Regions from separate parts of the Mus musculus genome. Here region 2 is linked to region 1. A link is a contact called in public Hi-C data. All regions are on one chromosome and are shown on one strand. The core of a region is the stretch at or near the end of the contact, and the rest is flanking DNA. Distances in the headings are between cores, read along the strand shown. Region 1 holds the start of Dio2 (deiodinase, iodothyronine, type II). Region 2 overlaps Cep128 (centrosomal protein 128).

Evidence for each region. A called contact is a pair of places that touch in the nucleus more often than the background predicts.
Region 2: a contact with region 1 is called in a Hi-C map of the 63-12 cell line, with 2.5 times the contacts expected there. The contact joins the enhancer-like site here to the promoter of Dio2 in region 1. A contact is called at or near these places in 15 of 39 promoter capture datasets (the 3T3-L1 cell line, 3T3-L1-derived adipocytes, the C10 cell line and 10 more), 1 of 15 datasets of contacts at CTCF or cohesin (pro-B cells), 4 of 484 Hi-C or Micro-C datasets (the 63-12 cell line, myocytes, uterus and 1 more), 1 of 115 datasets of contacts at active chromatin or transcription factors (acute myeloid leukemia) and 1 of 9 other capture datasets (macrophages).

Annotation. Positions count from the first base shown.
Region 1 is chr12:90,736,822-90,742,543 of GRCm38.p6, forward strand. Dio2 (deiodinase, iodothyronine, type II) reads right to left here and starts at 2,217. Exons shown (of 2, transcript NM_010050.4): 1 at 1,242-2,217. The coding sequence starts at 1,463. It overlaps Gm26512 (a long non-coding RNA gene), which reads left to right and starts at 1,386. Exons shown (of 5, transcript XR_872906.2): 1 at 1,386-1,479.
Region 2 is chr12:91,180,619-91,186,340 of GRCm38.p6, forward strand. All of the region lies in intron 20 of Cep128 (centrosomal protein 128), which reads right to left. Among named protein-coding and RNA genes, the nearest start is that of 5430427M07Rik, 140 kb to the left of the region's middle. Within about 2 kb of position 3,068, at least 89 of the 459 cell types and tissues checked have an H3K27ac peak or open chromatin away from gene starts, as enhancers often do. A contact at or near this core is called in the 63-12 cell line, acute myeloid leukemia, hematopoietic stem and progenitor cells and 3 more, where this site is marked.

The DNA.
Region 1 (5,722 bases), core at 967-3,466:
CCTGCCCAGATTCTTTATCCCTCCCCCTCTCCCCGCCCCCTGCACCTGGATTTATTTTTTCCACTGTTTACTGGGGAAGGACTCCTTCCCTTCCTCCTCTGCTGTTCGGAGTTCCCATCATGATGCTCACCCTTCCACCTGCCCCAAGAGCAGCACTCGATTGAACGTCTGGCTTCGCTACTCCTCCAAACTCCCTTCTCTGACAAGCTCTTTCAGTACTGCTAGGAACACATTTCCTCTTTTTATAGAAACTTATTTCGTCCACATGAATTCATTCTTTCTAATACCCAGGATGGTTCAGAAGCCTAAGGGATGGACGACCGTACAAAAGTATTCATCCCACTTTACCCTGACTGATATGGTTTGAAAATGTTCCTCTAAACATGTCCTGGCAGCAGAAAGGCTGGAATACCGGAAGTTTTCGCATCCATGCATCAATCACTCACCCCAGTGTTTCAAAAGCTGATGGGAATACACTGTCCCCAGGTAAGGGAGGTCACCTCTCTAATGTCCAAGGCCTGACATAGGAATGCATTATAGACCCATCACTTCTTTGTATGGGAATTTATTTGTAGATTCGGTCTCACACACAAAGTCTGGGTTTCTGACAACCTATCCCTAGATCTTTCTTTTGCAAACTGACACTTAGTAACGAGGAGTCCACACATTCCAACTAAGTAGGTGGTCATGCTCAGCTTGCTTTCATTTGTTCTTAACTCCCTAAGAAATGGAGGGGCTATAGTGAGGTCACAGCCATCGTCATCATCATTATCATCATCACCACCACCACCATCATCCTCATCCAACTCTGACCATTTCAGCAGAAAGAAAACACTATTCAAACCTTCTCCTACATATCACACATGTAAAGCAAAGCAGCAGAAACCAGCTCATATCAAGGGCAGAACAAATACAGCAAGTTCCAAGCCCCCCTCCCAGAACTCTGATTTTACCTACAGTTATTTTATACCAGCACAAACCCCTTCAACTGCCAATTCAGTGCAAAGTAACAGCAGCCCTCATTAAAGACTCCTACTGAAGTCACCAAGAGTCCCCGTGGCTCCGTGTCTGTCACTCCCAAATCTAACCTGTGCAACAGGTGTCCCAAGTGGCACTGAGACTCCGTGGAACATAGTCACTGGAGAGGACACCCCAAGTAGGACTCCCCAGAGCCAGCAGCCCCACACCTTCCACACCCCTAGCCCTTGCGACCCAGGAGAAGCTCAGTGGCTGCAGCTCACCTGTTTGTAGGCATCTAGGAGGAAGCTGTTCCAGACACAGCGCAGCCCTTCTGAGGTCAGCATGCGCCTCCACTCTCCGCGAGTGGACTTGGAGCGGCTCAGAAGCAACGCCACGTGCTTGAGCAGAATGACCGAGTCATAGAGCGCCAGGAAGAGGCAGTTGGAGAAAAAGACTGGCAGGATCTGCAGGGTGATCAGCAAGTCTACGCTGAGGAGTCCCATCTTCTCTGCCTCCTCGGTCAGTCTCCTGGGCACTCTGCTTCCCCAGTCACCTTCTTTTTGCAAAGGAAGGTGGTGGTAGAGAAGTGGGGGACCAAGGGGAAGGTTGGGAGGGGGGTGAGGGAGAGGGAGAAAAGCTAAATTAGAAGAAATCCCAACTTGTCTCTTCTTTGAAAGAAGCAGAAATGGAAAGACCAGGTTCAGGCTCTGCAGCCCAGCAGTTGGAGTGTACCCATCAATTCATTCAATTCCGAGATGCATTTTTTTCCAGGATTTAAGATGGTTTAAAAAAAAAAAAAAGGCACCACCACCAGCAACAACAACAACAAAAACCCTGGCGTGCCAGTCCCTAATCCAGTTTACCCCTGTCAGAGTCCGTTAAAGACAGGAAGTTCTACTTTCATTTCCAGGCACCTATGAGACTGCAGAGATGGTAAAAATTTTCTTTTAGCTTTTCATGTTCCTTTAAACGCTGTCTGGCTTCTTGCACTGCCAATTTCTTAACTGTGCTGTAAGGGTAGGGGTTGTTTGGTTTGTTTGGGGTTTTTTTCTTTCTTTCTTTCTTTTTTTCTTTCTTTCTTTCGCTCTGTCTTTACTCCGTTGTAAACATACTTTCTGTTCTCCTCCTCCCAGCCTGTCTCCCTCTGCCTGTCCTTTCTCCAGGTTCTCCAGGAGCGGCTGTCCTCTGCCCCCTCCCTCTGGCGTTTCCCTCTTTGCTATCTTCTGCCTCCGCTGGCTGCAGAGTGCCTCTCTCTGCAGCTAGTGAGTCTCCCTGAAGCCTTTTATACATTCCCTGGCTAATTGCTGCAATAGAGAAATGAAAGCCTAATCTTGCTAAAGATCTTGACGTCATTGAGAAAGAGGGCTTACTTTGGCCAGGAGTGCAGTGAGCAGAAAGGCAAAACTCTACAACTTTTTTAAAAGGAGAGGTGGGGGAGACAGAAGGATTTTGCTTTGTGCTTTAAAGGGAGAGAAAGAAAAAACGATGTTACCTTTGACAAGTCTCAAGAAATGCTTCCAAACTTAAAGAAAAGTAATTTGTAGACTAATATGTTAACACTTTCCTCTGATTATCATTTTTATTAACTTAGGAATTTTGGCAAGAAAGCTTCCTGGCAGGCAGGTAGAAAAGCGAAAGCGTGAACATGGGTGCTCTCTGCTCCATTAAAAAGAAAAAATAAAGCTATTAATGCTCCCGTGTGGGCGTTACACCTTTACACAGGATTGGTTTTTTTCTCACCCGATCTCATTCCTGGGTGTTATGAATATATTTTCAGTAATGATCTTATCAGAGGGAATAGAAAGTGAATTTTGAGTTGGAAATTTTATAAACTATTTGAGACCACCATGGTATATCTTTAAAGATTATTCCCAAACTGAATTCAAGTATTATTTTTGGTTTTACTAAAGCTTCGATATTACAACAACAACAACAATAACAACTAACCTTCCAGCCATGGAAGGAGCTGCTGAGTGACCAACTCTTTCAGTGTCATTTCCCTACAACACTGATAAAATACTATTTCCATTCATTGGCATTTAGATCCCAGGAGACTGAGAAATTGATTATTTATGAGAATCTCTTAAATTCAGCCTTTAATAGTCCAGAAGCTTTAGGGAGCCATTTAGTTTGCTTGGAGGAGAAGATTAAAAGAAAGTAAAAAGGCTATAGGTAGTTAGGGGCTATATAGGTAGTAAGGGGCTATATAGATGGTAGGGGTTGTAAGTGGCTAGGGGCTGTAAGTGGTTAGGAATAGAAACAAACCAAGAATTAACACCAGGTGCCCCTTGGGCCTCAGTGGACTCTCTTGCCTTTTAGTTCCCAGGACAGTTATTTAAACAGATAGAACCTGGCAGTGAGTTTCCACCCCTACCTCCTTCTACGTTTCCTCCCTCTCTTACCTAACAGATCACTTCTAGGAGTGACATTTTTCTGAGAGTAGTAGTGACAATTATAGACACTGGAGTGGAAACATAAATTGAAATTGAAAGTCAATTTGTTGAGTTTTCTATGTTCACAGAGCTCCTGTCAAGCTCGAGCTGAACAGTAGATGCAAACAGGTGGTCAGTCCCTTGAGCTTCTATATCTTGCCCCCGGTCTCCAACTCTGTATTGACAGGACTGTAAAGCCTAAACAGAGGTCATTCTTTGTAGAGAGCATGGGCTAAAATCTGCATATGGATGTATTTTGTTCAGCTGGTAATATGGTTCTGAAAAATAGTCCCAAGGAGAGAGTAAGCTCTATGTGACCCACAACTCTTGTCTTCTCTACACATTGCCATCTCCCGAGCACATAAGAATCCTGGTTGGGACATGTTCAGCTCAGTGGTGTTCTGAATGAATGAATACCTAGGGCATATAGAGGGCTCAGCTCTGCTTCACACTAGGGGGCGCCATTCACATACAACATAACATGGTAGAGAGGTGCCCTGGAATTCTAAAATGAGGTAGCTTTTTGCATGGCTGCTCCCCAAAGACAAGGGCTCTCTACCATCATATTTTTATTTCTTTCCTCTTCTCTTCTCTTCTCTTCTCTTCTCTTCTCTTCTCTTCTCTTCTCTTCTCTTCTCTTCTCCTCTCCTCTCCTCTCCTCTCCTCTCCTCTCCCCTTCCTTCCTTCCTTCCTTCCTTCCTTCCTTCCTTCCTTCCTTCTTTCTTTCCTTCCTAATCGTCAATTGTGAGGTTTGAGTGTATACTCCATGGGCTAAATTTTTATTTAGATGAGGAGACTTTAGATGTTTGAAAAATTAACATAAACCACGGAATATCTCTCCTTGGACCAGCATGTGCTGTTTGCAAAAAGATATTCACAAATACAATGTTTGTGTGTTCCTTTCTTTCAAACTTCTCAATGCCTTTATGGGAGGAAAGAGAGGACAAAGAGGAGGGGGTTGCAAAGTACCTTAATTAGTGTAGATGAGGGCACTTCAATTCCTGATGAAGTCCCTGGCAACTAGGATGGGAGGTATACCCCTCCCCTGCCCCCTGAAATGAAGCTTCTACTCACTGCCCAGTCCTGAAAATCTCAACCCTATGCAGAGCTCTTCTGAGAAGGAGGAAAGTTAACCCATTTGCCTGTATTCTCAAGACCTACAGTGTGATTGGAATGGCCTCTTAAGAAGGATTGGCAAGGAGTGGAAAAATGTTCCCTTTTCACGTGTAATGTGCGGAACAGAAGTACTTAGAGAATAGAATTAAAACCAGTGGGTGCGGTTTGCTCTTGTCCCTTTCTTTCCTTTATTTGAGATTAGAAATGTCAGAATGGAATTGAAATAAGTTACAATCCACCAGAGCTAGGTCTCTTTCTGCACGGGGTTTCCTGGCTGCTTGTTATAATAAAATGTGTTTAGCATTTTGATCTTCAAGGGATTTACTCTTTAAGTCATAGAACCATTATCACACAAATGAAGGAAAGTGGGACCAAGGGCCTCTCCTCTCATTGATGACCAACTAAACCATCCTCTGCTACATATGCAGCTAGAGCCACGAGTCCCTCCATGTGTTTTCTTTGATTGGTGGTTTAATCCCAGGGAGCTCTGGTGGTACTGGTTATTTCATATTGTTGTTCCTCCTATGGGGCTGCAAACCCCTTCAGCTCCTTGGGCACTTTCTCTAGCTCCTTCATTGGAGACCCTGTGCTCCATCCAATGGATGGCTGTGAACATTCACTTCTGTATTTGTCAGGCACTGGCAGAGAATGCCAGGGCCAGGAAGCAGGGGTGGGTGGGTTGGTAAGCAGGGGACAGGGCAGGGGATAGGGGTTTTTCAGAGGGGAAACTAGGAAAGGGGATAACATTTGAAATGTAAATAAAGAAAATATCTAGTAAAAAATGAAAAAATAAATAAAAATCCCCAATATCATATTGAATATGATTAGAAAAATGTACATGGTTGCTTTGGTGTACTCATAAAATAATTCTAGTGTTTCCTTATTAAATATGATGCCAGTAGCTGGTACTTTTATCCTTTCTTTATCTGAAAAAAAATAATTCTTTATTTAGTTAAAGTGTGGGTCATGAATGGAGGTGGTAGTTTGGATACTAATTGGGCTAGGTCTGTTAATACTTATGTATCTTATGTATTTTTTACCTTTTTACTCTGTTGATATCAATACCTTGAATATTTAAAAACATTAAATTGAACTTTTGGAAAGAAAGAAAGAAAGAAAGAAAGAAAGAAAGAAAGAAAGAAAGAAAGAAAGAAAGAGGAGGGGAGGGGGAGAGGAGGGGAGGGGAGGGGAGGGGAGGGGAGGGGAGGGGAGGG
Region 2 (5,722 bases), core at 1,818-4,317, 440 kb after region 1:
AACAACAATATGAACTAACCACTACCCCTAGAGCTCCCAGGGACTAAACCACCAACCAAATAGTACACATGGAGGGATCCATGGCTCCAGCTGCTTATGTAGCAGAGGATGGCCTTGTCAGTCATCAATGGGAGGAGAGGACCTTGGTCCTGTGAAGGCTCGATGTCCCAGAATAGGGGAATTCCAGGACCAGGAACAGAAGTGGATGGGTTATTGAGCAGGGAGATAGGGGGTTTTCAGAGAGGAAACCAAGAAAGGGGATAATACTTGAAAAGTAAAGAAAATATCTAATAAAAAAGTCAATATTTAAAGGAAAAAAAGAAGAGTTAATGGACAGGAAATTGAGTGTGGATTTTAACTTTTGAAAATGTATTAAAACAGAGAGGCTCTAACTGGCTGTCAGGGAAGGCAGGATAAGAATCTAAAGAGAAAGAAGGATCGCCATGCTCCAGAGACAGGCCTTATGCAACACCTTTGAGAGAAGAGTTGAGCAACGCACCAGACTTGAGTTGAGGAAAGAAAGATCCAGAAGGTTGAAGACCCATGGAGCTTCTAAACACTATTTGCAGATCAACACCCACCAGCCATCCCACCACGAATAAACCTCAGAGGAAATATGACAATCACAAAAAACTATTACTCAAAGTATTCAGAGCAATGGCTGTGATACAAGATGATGGCAACAGAGAACATGCACTGTGAACAAAAGTGTCTGCGGGCACAGCTCACACACAAACTGCAATACCGTAAGATGGAAGAGCCAGGCCATACTCTATGAACACTGAATTTCTTGCACGGGTAAAATTAAAAGCAAAAGGATGTCTTCAGTACATAGTCAGACATTATGTGTATGAATTATTCAAGAGGGGAACATGAGTATATATGAATGAAAATCTCAGGCAACAGCAAATTAGAACATTGTCAGAGGCATCTCAGGACAAGAGGAAACAGTGGGGGGCGGGGGGCTCAGACTGATGAAATCCCATCAGGATGCCATTAAAGGATCTCTTAAAGGCCCCAACTCTTCACACCACCACAGTAGCTGTGCAAGTTTAGCATAAATTCCAAGGAACATTCAAATCTGTACAATTATTTGGTAGTTCAGAAAACAAAGTATGCACATTTAATGTCTACCAAAAAAAAATACTTTATTCCTTAACAGGGCATAAAATGCTCTTTTAAATTTCCATTTTTTCCTATTTAAAAACCATTTTACTCATTAAAAATAAATTTGAATCACTCTTTGCTTTTGGGCAAAAATAGGAATCAACTGGTTTCAGAGTCTTACAAGGCATCAAATAGAGTGCACGTTTCTCTAAAAGAGGGGTGACAAATGAACAATCACGTGAAAGCCCAACAGAAAGTTATAAAAGGCAAGAATTAAAAATAACAGATCCAATTCTAAACTCTACAATGTATTTAAATCTAGAGTTCAGGCAGTTATTTTAAATTTAGAATATAATTATATACTTAAAAACAATGTTTTCCATAGGCTACATCACTATACTTAACCAAATTAGTGATTTGTTTTTACCTTGTCAAGATAGATACACATCAAAAAAGCTCATCAATAATTTAAAGGAAAATTGTGGCAATTAAATAAAAATCATTTTAATGTATAGTGAATGTTAACGCTTCAAAGATGTTTAGTTAAATAGAAATATGCAAGGATTCCCTGAGATATTTCCCCACAAGTGCTTTGTTTTTCATAATGAGTACAGTTTTCACTTTAGTTTTTTGTTTTTCATTAAAAATGATTTTGCTTAGATAATTTTGTACATCAACCATAAATGAGGATAGCTTGTTGTTTAGTATATTAGGTTAATCACATCACCTAGAGTCTATGAATGGGGTGGAAAACACTGGGAAGAAAGCACAGGGATTGTTAAAAGGATGGAGGGCTGTTTGCACCCCTTAGAGAGGGGATGCCTATACTAGAAACACGAGGAGTAAAAGAAACAGACATGATTCAGAAACATCACCCTGAGTAGAGGAAAAGCTACCAATGGGAGACACTGAACGATAATTAGTTCACCATTAATTAAAGACAGGATTTGAGGCAAAGCATTCCCAAAGAATGAAGACAAAAACTCATCATTATCAGAGCAACACAGTCATTATCAGGTATAATTCTGAAATAAGATCAAGTGTGAACAGTGTATGTTCTCAGATAAGAACAGTGATGCTGCCCAAGCACACGCTTGGCCGAGTACAACAGCCTTCGAGATGGTTTCTCTGTCCATTCTAGAAATGTTTAGCACACATATCCAAAGACAATAACTTATGCTATAGTACATAGCTCAAAAAAAAAAAAAAAAGCAGTCCCTCGTTGGCAAAATGTTTAAGATGATGTCACTGACCCACATTTAAGTCACTATTTAGAGCAGTCAGAGAAGAGAAAACTGCTTTCTGAATTCCCTACATCACTCTATGAGTCCTACTTCTTTAAATTATATCAACAACTATTGACATTGTAACCATAGAATATATACCAGTATTTGATATAGGCTTTTATTTATGAGAAAATTTTGCTTTGAACCTTGAGGGAACATTTTAAATCACTGATAATATACAATCACATACATACACACACACACACACACACACACACACACACACACACACACACAGAGAGAGAGAGAGAGAGACAACAGACAGAGACAGAGACAGAGACAGAGACACACAGACACAGACACAGACACAGACACAGACACAGACACAGACACAGACACAGACACAGACACAGATACAAAGGGAAAGAACCAAACCAAACAGTTTTGCCCATGACCTCCCAGGTTCCTGCCTTCTTTACCAAGAGTGTTCCCTCTATTTGCAAGTTCTGATTATAGACTTCAAGGAAAGGAGGTAGGTCCAAGTAGAGTATTACATTAGTTATATTTTCCCAGTCTCACCCAGTCAAGATTGTTACCATCTTTTTAAGAAAACAGCTGAAAATCTCTACTCTGAGAAAAAGGAACTGCTTCTGAGAAGAACCAGGTGAAGAGCCTCACCAGAGAAGAACGGAAGTGGATCTCAAAGCCTCACCAGAGAAGAACGGAAGTGGAACTCAAATCCTCACCAGAGAAGAACGAAAGTGGAACTCAAATCCTCAACTATATTCCTCAGCTCTTACAGATCTTAGGCTTTATAATCAGTGTTCAGGGCTGTAAAGGGGTGAGTGGGAGAAGCTGTGTGTTACTCAGCAGGCACCAAACAACACCCAGGACTTTAACGTTTAAACGCGTGGCCAGGGCACGTCACCCCCATTCCTCCTTAGTTGCTCATTCTGTAAGTCAGTCTTCCTCTGGGAATGAGAAGATGATTAGCTGGGCTTAAGTCTCTTCTCTCCAGAAACAGAGATCTGGTTTCTGCAGTTGACATAGGCCACACAGCAGGCAGTATTCTGGAAAAGACTACATCTCGAATAAAATCAAGGGAATGGTAGAAAAACTGATAAACAGGAGAAATGATCTACTACATCTGCCACAGGGCTCCTCTGACGTCAGATATTGACTCAGCTTCCCTTTGTTGATTGAACTGGGTTTTGTTCCTACCATATACATCAAGTCTATATAGCTTTTATCTTAGTGGGCTGGATTCTTTTTCCTCTGAGTGTGTGCTATTCATTCTACTCACCTCACATGTGTGTCTGAACTGAGGCATAAGTGCTAACTGAGGATTCTGTTTTGGCTTGGTAATAAAATATGTGGTAACAAAATTGATTAAAAGGGAAAGACTTCTCTTCTGATACACAGGATGGACTCATGAAACAGGAGAGGCCGGTTGTCCACTACAGAAAAACCTACTGATTTTCTCCATATCTGCTTTTAGTGAAGCCAGTGTGCTTACTTAGCAGAGCTTAGTGTGGTTACAGCGTAAGGAATATCTTGGTAGGATAAGATAGGAAGTGCCCGGAGAGGGAAGAAACGGAGCGGGATGGCTTCTGGGAATTAATTTCCCCTTCCCCGTGCTCTGCCCAAAAGGGAGAAGCACGTCACTTTAGATTGGTGAGAGGAAAACCAAGTGCAGGCAAAAACTCTCTAGCATCATATTCTTTGCTCCCTTCTAGGAGACAAACTGACTGGCTGTCCCAGAAGTCAAAGCCTTAGCAAGTTGGCAGCAGTGCATGGGCAAGAAGGTGGAGGGTCCAAGGTTTTAATGCACTAAGTGAGTGACCTTTAGTCCCAGTACAGTCTCAAAGGGAAGCAGGAGGCACTAAGAGTGGCTGGCACTCCTACAGAAAGGTAGTCACACTCTAGGGAAGCTACAGAGCAGACTGCCTTGTAGAATTTAACTGAGTGTACATGCAGGCCGGGAGAAGGAAGCACAGCAGAGGGAACAGAGAAGAGAAAGACCAGCACTGGTTCATGGGAACAAGGCCCAGCAAAGACCATCCCAGAAAAAGTCAACATGGGTGGTAACGGAAGCAGGTACCCTGCCTGCCACACAGAGGCGTAAGTTGCCTCCTCAGGCACTGGGAAGATTAACTGAGAGACGCTCTCCAAGCCCAGGCATCCTGGAAGGGAATGCTTACATTTTCAACTAGATCCGACACTTAGCTTACTTCTACCTGCTCCATGCCATGTCTGACAGGATCTCATTTTTGTAATGGTTCGAAGGAAAAGGATTTTTTTTTAATCACCGTAGTGCTTGCTCTTTCTCCCAAATGCTAATCCTTGCTCCCTTACTCTAGGCGAGCTGCGCCTCAGCCAGGCTGGACAGCCACGGTATTAGGATCTCTGTGCTGGGGCTTTTCTCTGACAGGCACATTTGCCTCTCAGATATCCTCAGGGATTGCTGCATTTTCTTCTTCAACCTAATCACTCGCTCTAATAGCCTACTCTGATCTCATTGAAAAGACAAGCTGCAGCCCTCTAATGTCGCAAAGCAACAGTCTTATATACCTAATACAGCTGCTTTTAAATTCTGTGCTCACCCAATGCAGTGCAAGCAGCGGGACTGCAGAGATTTCTATTCCTCTCCAGTTCTGAAATTAGAACAGAACTTTAGTAGGCACCCAACATGTGGTAACTAAGCAGTGACCTGATGTCCTATACTCACGCATGGGCTGTGACCTCACATGTGCTCCTGTGCAGTCTCCCCTTATACTATCCTCATCACCCTGTCTCAGGCTCAGCCACTGGAATGCAACGTCCAATGAGAGTCAAGCAAAAACCATGACGTTTGTAGTACAAGGGCCACTAACGTTTGCTGACTTCTTCCTTTTATATGCTTTATGTATAGCTGTGGATCTGGTGCTGGCCCCTTCCCAGGAAAACATTATCAGCTGTTCTGAACAGAGGAAATAAAAACCAAAACTGCTGAGACAGTCTCCAGGGTGACAACGCCCTGGGATTCAAACTCAGACGTTTAGGCTTTATGACTTCACCGTAATAACTGTTCATTTCATCCCAAGGCTTGGACATTTCCAGCCGTCGGTGGGACACCTGCTGCAGGTTATTTGGTGAAGTCGGTTCATCAGATACTTACTACAGTTAGAGCTACTTTACAATAGGGCAAAACAAAAGGGTCTAAGGAGTACAGTAACACAAACACGTGAAGGAATGTGTTAAATAAAATGTTCAAGGACAAAAGCATGTATACAGCACAAAAATTATTTATTTTTAACTATTCTTCACAGTAATCAGGAAAAAAATGAAACCAATGGGAAAGAGAAATTTCTTAAAAGACAGAATAAAAACATACAAATTGAAGTCACACA